Linked DNA regions of Mus musculus: region 1 is linked to region 2. A link is a contact called in public Micro-C data. All regions are on one chromosome and are shown on one strand. The core of a region is the stretch at or near the end of the contact, and the rest is flanking DNA. Distances in the headings are between cores, read along the strand shown.

Region 1 (2,720 bases), core at 49-2,548, 2.8 Mb before region 2:
CTGAGCTCAGAAACAGCTTTCCGTGCAAGGAAAACGGATCCTCAGAATAACAATAAATGAACCAAACGAACTGCATGCTGCTCCCCCCGCCCCCCAGGCTTTTCTCTACGTTTATAAGTGAAACAACTCACACCTACGCAGTTGGCGTGAAGAGGTAGAAATACACAGGGAGAAAAATCATAGCAAACCACGACATAGTTACAGATCGGACAAAAAGTTCCCGGGCTGTCCCCCCACGCGTTTAAATCCTCCAGATATTTAAATAGTCATAAATGGTATTTCTCGTGGGCATTTAAGTCTATGACCATGTGTGAGGAATACATCTATAAAATACAATATGACTCAACTTAATCTAAAGAAAAAGAGACGTGAAGATGTCTTACCTTGCAAGAGCCCTGTCGATAATCTTTTCGTCAATCTTTTAGAGTTAAAATTCCAGGAAACAAGGAGGAGAGATCCTGGCAAATATTAAAAGCAGCCAATATTTATTACATTCGCAGATGAAAAAGCAGCTGTCATCTCGCCGACCACCACAACGAGCGGCGGTGTCTTAGCGGGTGTATGGTTGTTCACTTAGTTGATGGATTGAAAACGCCCGTTTGTTTGTTTGTTGGTTTGTTTTTAACTGTTCTTAAACATTTCAGGAAAATTCGTTGTTGATCTTTATAAGTCGAAGTGTTGAAACCTCACGCCTCCCCACTCAAAGGGCTGTATAAATAACAAAAGAGATGCTGAGATAAAAACAATCACATCAAAGGGACGATTCCTCCACTTTCTAATAGCAGAATAATCAATAAGAAAGATGGTTAAGATAAAATTCCATTCCTTGAGGACTCCTTCCCTTCCCTTAATCGGGCTGGGGCGAAACTGGGAAGTGCGGTCAGGGATGGAAGGGGCTCAGAAGTGATTTTTCTCTTCTTCTTCAAGATAATGCTTTGTTCAGCCGGTGTCTCCCCAGTTCCCAGGAACAACAATACAGTAACTAGGGCTTAAGGTTGCCTCTGTCTTGTCCCTCATCTACTTCTGTGTTGTATAAGCAGACGCCAATTTTGCAGTTTCAAAGTCTTTCAAGGTTTGGTTACACCCCCTACCCTACCCCACTCCCTCCCCTCTTTACCTTGTGGTGAAATGTATATAGTCAGTAGCTTGGAGATGCTGGAGAGAGATTGGAGAGAAGTGGACGTCTTCTGGAGTAACAGTGACAGGGAAGCAGAGAAAGGGGAGCTTGGGAGAGCCAGAGAGGAGAGGCAGCTGCCTGTGTGGCTTCTTGGCTCTTCTGGTACCAATTGATTTAGCCTGGAGATGGTGGAAGAGATAAAGGCTTAAGAAGGGGGATGGAATTTTTTCCCCCTAAATTGATATTTAATGGGAAATCCTATTGGACAGAAACCTGGACACGAGTCACTTAATTGGACTTGACATCTGTCACAGTGTGGGAGTTTTCACAGCCCAAATATTTTAGCAGATCAGATTCCCACTGAATCTGTGCCATAAAATATAGCAGTTGAAAGCAGCCCATGATAGAAGCCATAGCATCTACAGCGTCTGGCCACACAGGCGGTTCCTTGTTTTCAGATTATTGATGCAATATTTAAGTGCAAGTAGACACTATATGAACATGGAAAATTCCTCTGGCATTTTGTGAGCCAGCATTTTTTTAAATCAATAGTTAGAAAAATAGTTGTGCTGGGCACATGAAAGCATATTCTGTCTATGACACTGTAATTAAGGTGAACGATCCAGACAGGCAATGCTAACATTTATGTAAAGTGAAGTGTCTTTTAGAGGATGCTTTAATCATGATTATTTAAGCATATGGATGTTTTGGAGAAAGGTTCTACTATGAGACCAGCTTATTAATAGATGATATTTTAAAGGACGTTTGACACATTAGTTTAAATCATTGGTGGAATTAGGAGCAGAATCCAAGTAGTTAGAGACCACTAGATAATTCTACTTTTTGAGTTATGTTTGGTTTTCTTTTTCTTTACCCATTTACTCATGTTCATTATTCGCTGTAAAATATGACACACAGTATGTGCAAAGACAGTACTTTATTCTTGCCCATCCTAACACGTGAGTGAATATATTTAGCTGGGTGGCAATGTAATTGTGCTAAAATGTAAATATTAAGTATTCTAGCATGCAATGCCTTTGCCTAAGATGACCTCCAGTCCCAAATTTATGTGTTTTACAAAATTAAGGGAAATTTACTGTTAGTCACTATCAATTATATATTATTTGCTATTATTTACACATTGCCAGTGATACCACTAATTCTGTCTTCTTTCTGTCTATCTTCCTTCCTTTCTTCCTTCCTGTCTTTCTTTCTTTTTGGTATTTTTGACAAGGTCTCACTATGCAGCCCTGGCTGGCCTGACCCTCACCATGGAGACCAGGCTGACCTCAAACTCATAGAGATATGCTTGTTTCTGCTTCTCATGTGTTGGGATTAAAGGCATGTACCATCACACCCAAATACTATTTTTTTTTAGATTGATTAAGCTTAGAGGAAATGAGAGAATAATAGCCAACCTCCTGTCTCCCTGTTCCTAGGTGAGTTTTTGTGGAGAGGAGAACCTTCACTTTCTCTTCATAATCACCTTTGTCCTATAAAGAGGTATTGTCCTCAGGGGAGGGCTGTAGAGCTACCCACCTAGAGAGTGGCCCTCTGGGTTCCTCATGGCTGTGATGTATATTGTTTGCCTTTGTTCACATCA
Region 2 (2,700 bases), core at 183-2,682:
TGTCTCTGCAGGTCTCTGGCTAATCGAGTTATTATTAGCCTCGGGAGCGTGGAAACTGAACTGTCACTGCTGAAAGAGAAAATGTAAGCGACAGCTGTCCCTCTTCGGGCTTTGGCTAGCTTTCAGGCCAGGATCCTCAAGCTCCCGAGCCTACTGCTGCTCCCATTCCTGTGTGGGCGGCTGCCTGACTCTTCCCCCCCACCCCCAAGCCGTGTAGGACAAGGAGTCTAGTCCTGGATCCTAGCTGGTCCGCAGGGACACCTTCTGCAGGGCCTTAGAAATCTGGGCTGAAAATACTAGTTGTTGAAAATATTCTGAAGCCGCTAAACCGAGTTATGAGTGTAGTGTTTGTGAGCGTGCTTACAGGATTTTGACAACAGCTGTTCCCCCGGGCTGTTTTGCACTGTTGAAATCTTGGCACTAAATACAAAATGTGAAGCTGTTTTCTCCCTCTTAGGGTTCTGTTAAAATACACACATTGACATCCGCCTTGAGTTTTAAGTGTTTTGTGCATATTAATTATGTACAATATGGAGAGATCTAAGAAAATTAGTTGAAACGTGCACCCACCCAAATACTGAGATGTGGGCACGGATTAAAGACCTGGGTCTCAGGATACAGTGTCTATCTACTATGTCCCCAGTGAAATAGAAATAATTATACTCCACCATCTAAAACTTAGTTGAGAGAGAAACTAAAAGAGAAAACCGGAACATTTCCCATGGCTGCCTTATAGGCTTCGTCTGGCAGCACTCGGGGGCTCTCAGAAGCACGGAAGCAAGTCTCAGATCCACTGGGCTCTTTCTCCAGTGTCTTTGACTGAGCTCTTTCAAACCCAGGGACCCGCAGCCCTCAGTCTCTGACACAAGAGAAGGGGGATGGACGCAAGTAGGCCTTGAAATTGGCGATTAAAATGCAAGGCTCGGGCCAGGCCCCCAAATTGGTTCCGGCGAATTTAGGGAGGCTCAAGGTATTTATGCCAAGAAAAAGGAACCCCCGTCGGAGTGAGGCAGGGAGTCAGCAGGCAGGGCCTCCCTCCACTCGCGGGGATACCGGCTGGTGTTCCTTCTCCACCCGCCTCCCGTCGTCCGATCCGACACACTCACCCGGGTGGGGCTCCAGGCCGTGTGTCGCCGGGTCGTCTGTGTCTCCGAGTGGGCCTGCGGGACTCAGCGCCTCCATGGACAAGTCCAGCCCCTTCTCCTCCCAGTCTCGCAGTTTCCGCTTTTTATTTGAGCCGATCAAGGCTTCAACGGAGAAGGCATGTGCTCGGGAGCTCAGGGCGACTGCAGATCTTCTCCGTTCACTCATTTTAGCCGCCCGCACCCGGGTCTCCTCTAGCCCGCGCTACTGAGCTGGCAGCCCCGCGGCCGCACGCTCCGAGCGCCCGCCGACCCGGCCCTGGAGAGGCGGCGGCGCCGCGGCCGAAACTGGGGCGGCGGCTCCGCGGGTGATCTGCGCCCTCCCTCCGTGTCCTCCCCCGCCCTCGACCGCCGGATCAGACCGGTGCCCCCAGCTGCCCCAGCCTCTAGGAACTAGCGCGGGGAACGCCGCCCGCCCGTTGCATGGAGCACTGAGTCCAGCTCCCCACCCACCCGGGCAGGCGCTCACAAACTCTGCTGACTGAACTTCATCTTTTCTTTTTTTTTTTTCTTTTCTTTCTTTCTTTTTTTTTTTTTTTTTTAAATTCACTCCCTCTTCCTTTTTCTCCTCCCTCTCCCCCTTCCCCACTCGTTCTTCCCGTCCTTCCCTGATCCAAACTTCTGGGAAACTTTTCCCCCCTGAATTCCTCCCTTCCCGAGGAACAGGGGGTAGGCAGTGAGCTCCTGTCCGAGGGGTGAGGGAAAAGGGAGGGGGAGCAGAAAAAGGCAGAGGGGAGGAAAGCCAGCCCCCAGCCAATGGCAAGAAAGGAACAAGAGAAAGCCCGAGAGCTCGGGCCAATGGGGAGAAGGGAGAGACTGAGGCTCGGGCCAAGGCTGTGCGCTGGCCATCCCCAGGATGCTTCTCTGCCAACTTTAACCCCTGGCTTCCCGGCACCCGACTTGTTTCTCTGTAGGAGGAGGGCAGTCGGGACAGCTCAAAGTCAAAATCTGATCTTCGCCCTTATAGACTCTACAAGTCCAAATACGAATCCATACAGTTTCCTTCCAAACTCTCAGGATCTAATAGAGCTAGCTATCATACTCAGTTCAGATGCAGATCTGGGAAGCTGATGCTGTGACAAAATGCTAACCTGTCCCTCTCCTCAAAAAAAAAAAAAAAAAAAAAAAAAAAAAGGCAGAAGATATTTCTGATCATATCACCCATGCCCCCAGGGGCTTTGAGATCTGCCCAAATTTCTCTACGCAGGTTTCTACTGTGTTCCAGATCAATGACTTTCTAAGCGGGTCCGGTTAAGGCAAAACGAAACAACAACAACAAAAAATTTTCCTGCTGCCATTCGGCCTTATAACTGAACATTTCAGGACTTCACGCTCCTTGTTCTACCTGATGGAGGGAGGAGACAGACACGCTGAGAGTTAAGAGACCTGCATGGGCCGCTTAGCTTGCCTCGGGGTCTGCAAACTTACCCTGCTAGACTGGGCCCCTGCACCACACAAATAGTAACTTTCATAGCGCAGCAGACTCTGAGCTGCGCTTCGCCTATCCCGGGCTCTTATTCCAAAGAACCCACAGCGGGTGCCGGGGTTGGGGGTGGGG

Evidence for each region. A called contact is a pair of places that touch in the nucleus more often than the background predicts.
Region 1: a contact with region 2 is called in a Micro-C map of embryonic stem cells, with 6 times the contacts expected there. The contact joins the promoter of Nhlh2 here to the promoter of Tbx15 in region 2. A contact is called at or near these places in 4 of 39 promoter capture datasets (cranial neural crest, embryonic stem cells, hippocampal neurons and 1 more), 4 of 484 Hi-C or Micro-C datasets (embryonic stem cells and epiblasts) and 1 of 115 datasets of contacts at active chromatin or transcription factors (embryonic stem cells).

What each region holds. Positions count from the first base shown.
Region 1 is chr3:102,008,723-102,011,442 of GRCm38.p6, reverse strand. It overlaps Nhlh2 (nescient helix loop helix 2), which reads right to left and starts at 1,298. Exons shown (of 3, transcript NM_178777.3): 1 at 1,118-1,298; 2 at 384-708.
Region 2 is chr3:99,252,492-99,255,191 of GRCm38.p6, reverse strand. Tbx15 (T-box 15) reads right to left here and starts at 1,432. Exons shown (of 8, transcript NM_009323.2): 1 at 1,107-1,432. The coding sequence starts at 1,311.